2 separate regions of the Canis lupus genome follow, and region 2 is linked to region 1. A link is a contact called in public Hi-C data. All regions are on one chromosome and are shown on one strand. The core of a region is the stretch at or near the end of the contact, and the rest is flanking DNA. Distances in the headings are between cores, read along the strand shown.

Region 1 (5,635 bases), core at 753-3,252:
AGCCTAACCATGCCTCTTACTAACTATGTAACCTTGAGCAATCTACTTTGAACCGAGAAGCTTTATCTAGAAAATGAGGAAAATAAGTGTACTTACATTATAGGACAGCTTAAAGATGACATAATAGATTTAAAAAACTCTTTGCAAAATGCCTGACACACAGCAGACACTCATTTTAGTAACTGCCATTACCATAATAATTACACCTATCACTACGGTTATAACTATTTCAACAAAAGGCAAATATTAATGTACCAAATGCATTCAAAAAGCAAATAGTTGATATGGCAAAATTGCAGTACAACCAAATAAAAACAATTCCCTAAAGTTTGCCTTAAGGTGCTAAAACCTGAATAAACTTCTGATACTAAATCCATCCTTGTGTTAACATACAGCATGCGGTATTATCATGGATAATTTAGGTGTGCACGTAATCTGTGTAAAGTACACCTACAATAATTTACATACTCAGTACCTACTATGTGCACACTGGCTAAGTTCAGAATAAAAAAAAAAAAAAAAAAAAAGACTGCATAGCCATGTATCTGATGAGCAGACCTGAGCACTCACAGTGTGCCACAATGAATCAGAATGATGAATTAGTCCTTATAGAAGAATACCTTACAAATCAGTCAACAACCGTGTCTTGAATGTGCGCACTGCTCCTCTGGCTCGGAATGCTCTTTCACTGTTAACTCTTTCTTGTTCTTAGTCTCCAGTGTCATCTGCTTCAGACCCACCTAGGGGAGGTCCCGTCATTCTCTGTTCACATGCTACGCTTCTCCCTCACCACCCTCCACGTTTTACGTGGCTTTTTCCTGCCTCATTGTATGTATCACACATAATTTTTCACGACCACATTATGTGGTCAGCAGCAGTATTCCTTTTTCCACAAACGGGGAAAAGATTTGGAAAGATCCCAGAGTCTAGATGGCAGCTTCGCAACTCAAATCCAAGTTGGCCAAACCCACTCTTTTTACCCCCTGCCTTTCCATCTGGCCTCTCAGTATCTGAATAACCTCAAGAAGAAACTCAGCCTCTACACCTGCTCCCTACAAAAAGGGACTATAACCGGCCCGGGTACTGCACAGCGGGCGTGCCGGGACACGAAAGCGGAGGAGTCCGGCGGTGAGGCCGGGGGCTCCCACCGCGACCTAAAGTGTTCTCAAGGGGACGTTGGCGGGGAGTGGGCGGAGGACGAGTCTCGCCAGGAACGCAGTCAAAACACACTCGCCGATGCCCTTAACTCGCCTCCCGTTTCAAAGTCCATAGGGCTTTAAAGCAGAACCCCGCGCCTTAATATTGATCACCCACTTTCGGGACAAACACGGGTCCTGGGCACTTGCCCGGGTGGCAGCTCCAGCGGGCTTAAGAGGTCCGGTGCCCTCGGGCGATCTCTCAGGCGCGGCGCCCAGGGAACGGCCCGCCCGGCGGCGAAGAGGGCGACGGGGCCTGGCGGGGGGTCCGCACCCAGCAGCGGCAGCGCCCGCCCCGAGCCGGGCGTCAACACGGCGCGGGAGGCTGGGGCCAGCGGGTGGAGCCCAGGTAGGCGAGTCGCAGCCCCGCTTCGCCGCTCACCGCCCTCGCGAGCCACTGGGGCGGGCGGCGCGGCCAAGCCCGGCGGAGGCGGCGGGGACACGGAGGGGAGACGAAGGCACTGAGCACCTGCTGCGGCCCCGGGAGCTCGCCTGCCCGCCCCTCAGCCCCCGCACGCCGAGGGGTCGCGGGCCGGTCCCGCGCCCAAGGCCGTTAGCGCCCGCGGAGGACCCGCCCGGCCCACTGCGCTCACGCCGCCGCCTCACCTGAGGACTCGGGAGCGGCTGCACTGCGGCCTCGGCGCCCTCCTGGGCCGCCCCCCGCAGCAGCCGGCGGCCAGAGGGAAGCTGCTCCGGGCCCCGCCGCGGCCCGGCTACTCTTCCGGGAGACGTGGAAGGGCGGCGAGGACCCCACAACAGAGTGGCCTCCGAGCTGCCTGAGCGGCCGGGCCGAGAACAGCCACCCGCAGGCGACTCCGGCGGCGGCACCGCGCGGGCGGCCGCGGGGACCTCGCCCTCGGCCACGCCCCCTTCCGCCCGGGGCGTGTGACGTAGCGCTCTCCCCGCGGACGACGGCCCGCACGCGGCCGGCGAGGCCACGCCCCCTTCCGCCCGGTGCGTGTGACGTAGCGCTCTCCCCGCGGACGTCGGCCCGCACGCGGCCGGCCGAGCACTGCAGGCCTCGCCCACCGGAGGCGGGGCCCCGCCCAGAAGGAGCTCGAGGCTGGAGTCGGGCGGGGGAGCTGCCGGTGGGCCCGCCAGCCTGCACCTGGCTCTTCCTCCTTCACTTGCCAGCTTTACGGATGAGGATGCAGAGGACCCAGGGCAGGATCCCTGATTTCTTGGAGTTTGCCTTCAGGTGGCGGAGACAGATATTAAGTAAGCCAATGACGGAGCGAGACAATTTTAAGAAGTGGGGGAACCGCTTTAAATGGTGTGATCACGGAAGGTGTCTCTGGGGAGGTGCCAGTTTGAGCTGAGACCCAAAAGATGGAAAAGACCTGTAAGAGGTCTTACCATACAGCAGAATGGTAGTTAGGTTATGCATACAGCTCATGGAATATTTGAAATTAGTCTAAAATCCACATTCAGTGATCGAACAAATACTCGGCTCCTGCTCTGGTGCACGGGATCGGGCTGACTGGGCTCTAATAACAAGCCTACAACGTAGTCCCAGGGATCCCCATTTTCAGACGGTGGAAACTAAGACGCAGGGAGATTAAGTAACTTGTCGAGGACCATCCTCATGAAGAGTCCACAGTCCTCGAAAGCCTGTGCCCTTAGACTCAGTGTTTTATTTTCTCCAATCGAATATTGGGAAGGATTACAATTTTTTCTCTTCGCAAGTCAGATGTAGTCCAGTCTAGTGAATGGAAAAACTTTCATCAACAGCTGGAAGTAGTAACAATAAATAATAATAATAATAGTATCTAACAGTTCGGGATCCCTGGGTGGCGCAGCGGTTTGGCGCCTGCCTTTGGCCCAGGGCGCGATCCTGGAGACCCGGGATCGAGTCCCACGTTGGGCTCCCTGCGTGGAGCCTGCTTCTCCCTCTGCCTGTGTCTCTGCCTCTCTCTCTCTCTCTCTCTCTGTGTGACATTTCTTGAGCCCTTATTAAGTGCAGAATACTGTTACACATTGGTCATGCTTCATCTCGTTTAATTCTTACTACAATGGTAAGGAAGATGCGGTTATTACCTTGTGATAGGTGGTCTGGTTCCTAAGAGCTGTTCTATCAGCAATCTTGATCTTCCCCTCTCCTAAGAATAGCTAGTCGAGATAGGGCTGCTCCACCCCTGCGTCCAGGAAGGAAAAAGATGCAAAGCCACCCACATCTAACATGTCACAGGAGTGAAAAATAAACCTTTGCTTTTCGACGCCACTGAGATTTGGGGACTGTATCTCATACATCCTTACCTAATGAAATATGATTAATACCTCCATTTTATAGATGAAGACACAGATTCAGAGAGGCTGTTACTTTCCCATGATCACTGTGTGGCACATGCTGCATAGCTAGTTTGTGCAAGCATACCCTGAATGCCCATGTTGAAAATGTAGAGATCTTGTCCTCTGTCTCTATTCCTATCAAGCGGAATGTGCAGCAGAATGTGTTGTTCAGTGTTCAAGGTCAGGGCCCCGGGGGTGGCCAACCCAGAGTGTCTCCCTTGTAACAAAGTTCACATGTGTCAGGCCTTGATATTCTGGGAAGCGCTGGTCATAAAAAGAGGGGAAGGACCACTGAGAATTGCTAAGTTGCTGTGATGTAGAACTTGCTGCATGTAGATCCCAGCAGCGGATGCTTTGTCCAGTCGGCTGCTCCTACAGTCCCTATACATAACTTACAGGAAACCCTACATCTCAATCGCTGTCTCTGGGTCTTTTCTTGACCTCACCAGACCATGACCCACCCTAAGCTTAGAGTCTGCTAAGGTGCAGCTGCACAGTCACACAGGGTATAGGTAGTACATCTGGGATTCAAACCAGGTTAGTGTGGCTACAGAAACAATGCTCTTAACCATTGAAAGGGAAAGGATGAAAGAAGTTGAAGCAGAGCCCAATCTCCACGTCAAATGTATTAGCAGTGAGCAGGACCCCCAAAGGATGTTTACAGAATGTTCTAGGTGCTCCCTAAGAGACTCAGCATATAGAGATCTGCCACCCTGAGGTCGTTGGAGCCAGGCTAGACCAGCCAGAGAAACAGCATAACCAAGAGAGAGAGGTTACAACCTTGTCCAATAAGGAAGAAAATTTGCTCTTTTCTTTTCCCTTCCTTCCTGTCCTCATGCCACCAGAGGAACTAACTCCTTGAAAAAGAAAGGAGAGAAGGTATGTGAGGACCAGAGGGAGACCCCAGCCTCCACTCCAAGTCTCTAGTGCAACCAAGCTAGTCTGCTCCATGGACCAGGGAGGAGAACACTGAACAGAGCTGAAAAATAAGGTTTTGAACAAACAGGGCTGTGTTGTGACTTTTGGAATGGCAGAGCGAGGAACTCCGCAAATCCTCTCCCCAAATGGCAAATGATGAGACTGGAGAAAATTGTGCTAAAAAACCACTTCAGCTCCCTGGAAATCGATCATAGGCATGACACAAATTAAGAAACATTTAATCAAGAAAAGCTACTAAACTTTGTGTAGGAACAGTGAGCGTGCATGACATTTTAGCCCAGAGAATGTCCCAGTCTCCCCCCTCCATTTCCATGGAAGTTGTTCTTCCAGGGCTGGGAAAGCTGGGAAACGAGCAGCTTTGCTGCCAGAGAGGGCAGCTTGATTTGGAGCCAAGCCAGAAAAACCACATGACCAAGGGGAAGCCTCCATTTGGAACGCCAACTTCGCAGCTGCCCGCTGAGGTTGCCGTATTGGTTGGGCCAACAACTGATGAGAAGGCTTCCTAGAGGTTTAGCAGGGAGACCATCATGGGCTTTGATAAGCTCCCACATATACTGGTGGTCTGGGAGGCTGTGTAAGCTCAGGAGACTCTTGAGAGAGCCCTAGTCATCTGCTCATCCTGACTCAACATGAAGCCTTACGCTGTCACAGAGGAGACACTGGAAAACCCAGTAGGATAAAAGACAGGACAGACTTGTAAACTACCTGGCTTTTGAATAGTCAACTCATCACATACAGGGGGGACAAGAATAAAAGCTGATGTCGCATCAGGAACAATGGAGAAGGCAGTGGAATGGCATATATAAAGTGCTGAAGGAGGAAAAAAAAACTGTCAAACAAGAATTCTCTAAAAAAATTATCTTTCAAAGGTGAAGTCAAGATAAAGACATTCCCAGATAAACACTGAGAGAATTTGTGGCGAGTAGATCTTCCTTATGAGAAATAAATAATATATAATAATATATGTAATATATAATAAACACTAAGGGAAATCTTTCAAATGAAGGGAATGCTACAGTAACTCGAATCTAAGTGAAGAAATTAAAAGAGCTGAATGTTAAGTATTAGGACAAGTCTGTTCTAATAACTGAAAGTGACTGAAAGTTATAGAATCCGGCAAGATCATCTCAAAGAAACTATCATTCGGAGGGAAAAATGGGATCTCCTACAAATCAAAAGCATTGTCAAAGAGAATTAGTGGAAGAAATTAT
Region 2 (5,671 bases), core at 2,915-5,414, 260 kb before region 1:
AGACGAGGTAAACAAGGCTCAGAGAGGTTAAGAAGATTGCTCAATGTCATCAGCCATATCCTAGATCTGAAGCTTCAATCACTCCATTGTCTCACTTCCCAAAGCCTGCCTCTCCCCCAGAAGGACTGGGGTTAGGAGGGCTTCCCAGGTGGCCAACTTCTACCCCACATGAGTGCCTGTCCTCCCCAAGGCCCTCCCTCAACTATAGCTCCTCTTCCAGGCTGGAATAATCCTTTCCCAGATGGCCACAGGCCCTGGACACACAATAGCCCATTTAATCCCTTAATGGTCCATCTGCCTCCCAGAGGGAATGTGGATGTCTCCATATTCCTGCTCTGGAGTTTTTCCACTTTTGCCTCCTACCTCAAGAGAGGTAATGGACTGCCTGGGAGGACTAACCTGACATTTATCCAATCGCTTTTCTTTTTTCTTTCTTTCTTTTTTTTTCTTTTGGATTATTATTTATCTGAGAGAGAGCAAGCACCGCCTCCCCTCCCCGCATGGGGGAAGGGGCAGAGGGAGAAGTAGACTCCTCACTGAGCAGGGAGACAGGGCTCAATCCAATCTCAGGACTCTGGGATCATGACCTGAGCTGAAGTCAGCCACTTAATCAACTGAGCCACCCAGGCATGTCTATCTGATCACTTTTATAAGTACTTCGTGCAGGGCACTGTTAGAAGCATCAGAGAACCCAGACTTTCAGCCAGTAATTATAAACTATTGTGTTATCAGACACATTCAATGGCAAGAGAAAAACAAACACAGTGCTTGCACACAAGGGGCTCACAGTTAGTGGTGGACAAACATTAGTCAAGTACTCAGCCCAAGTAAGAGTTCAAGTATGATTATCATCCTGATCATTGAAAGTGTAGGGAACTAGACGGTTGGGATGCCAGAAAGGGACCCCTGGGCTGGGAGCTGGTGGATGAGCTAATAAGCAAAAAGAGAGAAGAGCATACCAGAAAAATGGACTGGATGTCTAAGGGTCCTAGGGACAGAAGGGATCACAGAGGCTAGAATAGTGGGGGCAGGGTGGGGGAAACTTGGTGGGAGATGAGGCTGGGAGGCGGTGGTCTTGTCAAGGAGTTTTGGTTTGGGGGCATCTGGGTGGCTCAGTTGGTTGAGCATCTGTCTTTGGCTCAGGTAATGATCTCAGGGTTCTGGTATTGAGTCTCACATCGAGCTCCTTACTTGGAGGGGAGTTTGCTTCTCCCTCTCCCTCTACTTCTGTCCCAGCTCCTGCTCTCTCTTGCTGTCTCTCCCTGTTTCTCAAATAAATAAATAAAATCTTAAAAAAAAAAAAAAAGGAATTTTGGCTTTATTCCAAATATAGTGGATTTGCTTTCTGAATATTGTTCTGGCTGAAGAGTGGAGAACAGACTAGCTGGGACTACAGGGGACAGACAAGGAGGGAAGGGTTGATGGAAGTGGTGGAGGAAGTAATAAATTGAGAAATACTTGCCCCAAGGTCATGTCCCTCCCTAGGGTCAGCTCCCATCCAAAGACTGATTGATTGCTTAGGCTGGAGTGGGGTAAGCAAAACGGTTCCCTCCTGTAGTCCAAGTGGGCAGCTGTGAAGGGTGGTTCTAGCCACAGAGCCTCCCCTCCATGGCAGGACTGAGATCTTGTAACACAGATAAAAAACCACTGAAGTTCCCATTCTCAATGGAGAGGAGGCTTGAGGCCAGCACCTGCCCAGGGGTCCCGAGAAATGCGTGTGGATCCCTGGTCTCACCAGTGCATAGGAAGGATCTGGCTATACCTTAGGCAGTGGTCCACTTCTCAGAACCTTCCCCCCCCACTCACTGCCCTCCTACCTCCAGAAGGACTGTGATGTGGGAGGCCCCTTGGCCCTGGGATGCAACCTTTTCTACTTGCTTGGTGACCTTGGGCAAATCCCCTTCCCTCTCTGGGCCCATTTCCTCATTGATAAGAAAGTAAGTTGGAATAATTAGTGACTCAATTTTTGGGGCAAATCTGGAGCCCCAGAGTTTGTGAAAAGCCATTATTATGTACATAATTTCTGGCAGCTGTAGGGGTTCCTGAAGCCCGGGGGTGGGGTGGGCTCTTAGCTGGGCCTCAAGTTAAGAGTCCTCAGATGAGCCAGTAGCAAGCCCCGTTTCTGAAGGTTCACTGAGGACCAGCCCATTACCCGGTTCTCATCCTCACTGCAATCTTTAAGGCAAGCACTACTTTCCCTACCTTGAAGCTTGGAAGGCTACAGTGACTTGTCCAAGCTGGGAGGAGCTGAACTAGAGAAGCCAAAGACCGTTCTTCCCACTACATGAGAGACATATCTACTTTTGCGGTCTCTCTGTCGCCCCACACCCCACAAAATCATACATTTTAGACCCTACAACCACTACTTTTTTGCAGTTTCAAGTGCTCTCAAGAGACAGGGCTTATCTCTCGAGGTTAAGATAGAGCTCTGGAGGTCCAGAGAGTCTAAGCAGACTGCAAGGTCACACAGCAAGAAATACTTCCCCTAAGTATTCTTTCTGGGTATTTCTCGGAGCAAGTACTCCGAGAGGTGGAAGGTGCGGGCAGTGGACATGTGTGATGGCTCCTGAAGCCTCAGGGCGGACAAGCCTCTCCTAGTTGCAACTTGGAGGACCACTGTGAGAAGAGTGGGGGACGTGTAGCTAGGGGAAGAAGGCAGGCCCCTGGGTCTGGGCCTTAGAGAATGAGCTCAAGTTTGGTCAAGGAGGTGTCATTCCTAACAACTTGGTTCTTTCCTCCTACTTCAGTTCCCTTCTTAGGCCTACCAAAGCCTCCCTCATCTTCCCAGGCCAGCTTCAAAGTCTCTCCGGAAACTTTGAGCCCCGCCCCTTCATTCATTTTTCCTGCCAGAGCCTAAGCCTGAGGAGAGAAGTCTTCTCCTCCCAAACCCGGAGCTCTCGAAGGCTGGATGCTCCTCTACTGCCCCACGGGCCAGGGCGCGGCAGGGCAGGGCAGGGCAGGGCAGGGCAGGGTTCAGTGAATCAAAGGCACTGAGGCTACCGCGGACTTGCAGTCCACAAGCAATGGGTCTCTGGAGAGGGCTCCACCCCTATTTTGGATGCCGCTAGGACCGCCCCGTCCCCACTCGCTGGAGGGGACCCAGAGAGGGAGTCAGTCCATCCTCAGTCTGAGCAGGCCCCGGGCGTCCAGGGCATCAGCCCCGGGAGCCCCCTCGGCCTGGCCCGGGTCGGCCTCCTCCAGGGGAGAGAGACGACCTCAGCCAACGTCCGCATCCGCCCCCCGCTGCAGTTCCCGGGAAGCCGCCGGGCGGGGGGCGCTGAGTACGGCTGGGGGCACAGGGATGCTTTAGACTGAAGACCCTCCCAAGGGCAGGCGGAGGACGCCCGCCGCAGGGCTCCTCTCGCCCCTTTAAAGGGCAACGGCCCCGCGGCCGTGGCCGCCTCCCCCCGCCCCGCGCCCCCGGCCGCGAAGCCCCCCGCCTGGGCCCGACGCCAGCACGCCGCAGAGAGCCAGGCCGGGAGGGCGCGGCGCCTTTAAGAGGCGGGGGCGGGGCGGGGGCGGGGGCGGAGGCGGAGGGCGGCGCTGCCCCCTGGCGGCCGGCGCCGCGGCCCTTCCTCCGCCCCGGCGGGGTCCAGCGGGCCGGCCGGCCGGGTCAGCGCGGCGGCGGCGGGGCGGGGCGGGGCCGGGGGCGGCCGGGGCTCCGGCTGCGCGCGGGGACGAGGGCGAGGAGGCGGCGGCGGCGGGTGAGGACGGCGGCCCGGGCGGCGGGGGCGGGGGCGGGGGCGGGGGTGCGCGGGCGGCCGCGTGCGCCCCGCCGGGGTCCGAGCGCGCGGGGAAGGGGCTGGGGTGCGGGCCGCGGGCGCGGACCGAGGGCGGGGAGGAGGGGGCCTGGAGGGGCGCGGGGCCGGGCCTGCGCCGGCGCCGCGGGGGGCGGGGGCGGGGGCGGGGGGCGTGCGGCGCGGCCCGCGGGCTCCGGGCTCCCGGGCTTCGGGCTCCTTCGGGCTCCTTCGGGCTCCGGCGGTCGGGCGCGCAGGCGAGCCCCGCGGGCGGCGGGCGGCGGGCGGCGGGCGGCGGGCGGCGGGGGCGTGGGCGGCGGCGGCGGCAGCCAGTGGCCCGCCGCGCTGAGCGCCGCTCCCTCCGCCCCGCCCCGCCCCGCCGGCCCGGCCCCGCCCCGCCCCGCCCCGCCCCGCCCCTCCCGGCAGGACTGCGCGCCCCGAGCCCCGTTCCGCGTCCCCGCCGCCGGAGGAGGTGCCCGCACGCTCGCGGCGCACGCCGGGGCCGCCACGCTCGGCCTGTGGGCGATTTCCTCCGGACCCGAGCTCCCCGCCCGAGGAAGAAGATGCAGACGTTTCTGAAGGGGAAGAGAGTTGGCTACTGGCTGAGCGAGAAGAAAATCAAGAAGCTGAATTTCCAGGCCTTCGCCGAGCTGTGCAGGTCAGGAGGACGGGGCCCGGCCCCGGGGAGCGCCGGCACGAGCCCCGCTCGGCCGTGGCGGCTGCCGGGGAGGCCGGGGGCCCGCGAGGCGCGGTGCGCGGGGACGGGGAGGCCGAGCGGCCAGGTGGCTGCGGCGGCCCGGACGGGCGGTTGGCGGGACCCGGCGCTCAGGTGCGCCGCGACCCCGGGTGGGAAGCCCCCGTGCCCGAGCGCGCTGGGGACGCCGCTGAAGGTGGAGGAGGGACCGGGGGGTCCGGGAGCCCACGCTGTCTGCGTGTGGCTGGCGGCTACTTTTGGACTGAAGGGTTTTTCTTCCTCCCTTCCCTTCCCTTCCCTTCCCTTCCCTTCCCTTCCCTTCCCTTCCCTTCCCGGGGAGAAGGGCACCGCCGTTTGTAGGTTTGCGGACACCTACTGTGCGCCCCGCGTGTGCAGCCCTTGGAGCTGTCACTGCATGTCGCTGGGTTAAGCCTGTGTGCGGCGAGTAGCAACACTTGGCATGTATGTGCGGATTTGCTGTCTCATTAGAGCCTCGCACCAGCCCCGAGAATTGACCGGGGTACCGGGGTGGTGATTCTGGGCCACATGTCTGAGAAGGGGGAGCGATCTGCAGAGAGGTGGGGTCCTCCCGCATGGGGTCCCATGGCCATGGCCAGGGAGTGGCTGGTGCAGAGGAGGTAAATGCATGTGGTGTAGAATGCATGGCCTTCTTCTGCCTGACCCCCCCCCCCCCGCCCCCCCCCGCTGGTGCTCAGTGGTGGAGATTCGTGGTGTTTTAACACGGTCACATTCCTAGTCTATTACGGCAGCCTCTAGTCTTGGGTCAGGTAATTCCTCACCTTGGCCGTACAACAGTAGCTTTGCCTCTGGGAAGCTGTTAGTTAAAGCCTGTTCTTACCCAAAGCCTAAGAGAATCTGGTTCCCCTAGCCTTTTGCAAAGTCTAGGTGGAATCCTTTTGTTATGCAGCATCTCCACTTGGTAGATTTGATTCTTGAAAATGTGTTCTACTTGCACTTTTGTCCCTGTTGGGTCCCCAAACATGTTGCAGAATTGAACAATTGGGTTTCCTTATCTCCTGGTGCACCGGAGCCACTGCGGGTCTGAGCTGGCCTTCACCTGCCAGCCTGTGGCACCTTAGTGCCCCTCCTGCCTGTCCCGAAGGCCTGTTGCTCCTTTGCCCTGGGCAAACCCTCAGGGCACTGTTCTCTGCACCCGGAGGGGCGCACCTTGTATGAAACAGCTCCTGGCTCTGCATCCCTTGGCCTGGGGATGGAGTTG

What was found. Hi-C and Micro-C count contacts between places; a contact is called where the count stands out from the background.
Region 2: a Hi-C map of blood shows a contact between it and region 1, with 2.4 times the contacts expected there. The contact joins the promoter of ITPK1 here to the promoter of GOLGA5 in region 1. A contact is called at or near these places in 2 of 9 Hi-C or Micro-C datasets (both in blood).

Annotation. Positions count from the first base shown.
Region 1 is chr8:1,940,241-1,945,875 of UU_Cfam_GSD_1.0, reverse strand. It overlaps GOLGA5 (golgin subfamily A member 5), which reads right to left and starts at 2,002. Exons shown (of 13, transcript XM_038544127.1): 1 at 1,803-2,002. LOC119872807 (a long non-coding RNA gene) reads left to right here and starts at 2,199. Exons shown (of 2, transcript XR_005363014.1): 1 at 2,199-2,414; 2 at 4,331-5,635.
Region 2 is chr8:2,203,607-2,209,277 of UU_Cfam_GSD_1.0, reverse strand. ITPK1 (inositol-tetrakisphosphate 1-kinase) reads left to right here and starts at 4,164. Exons shown (of 12, transcript XR_005363022.1): 1 at 4,164-4,395.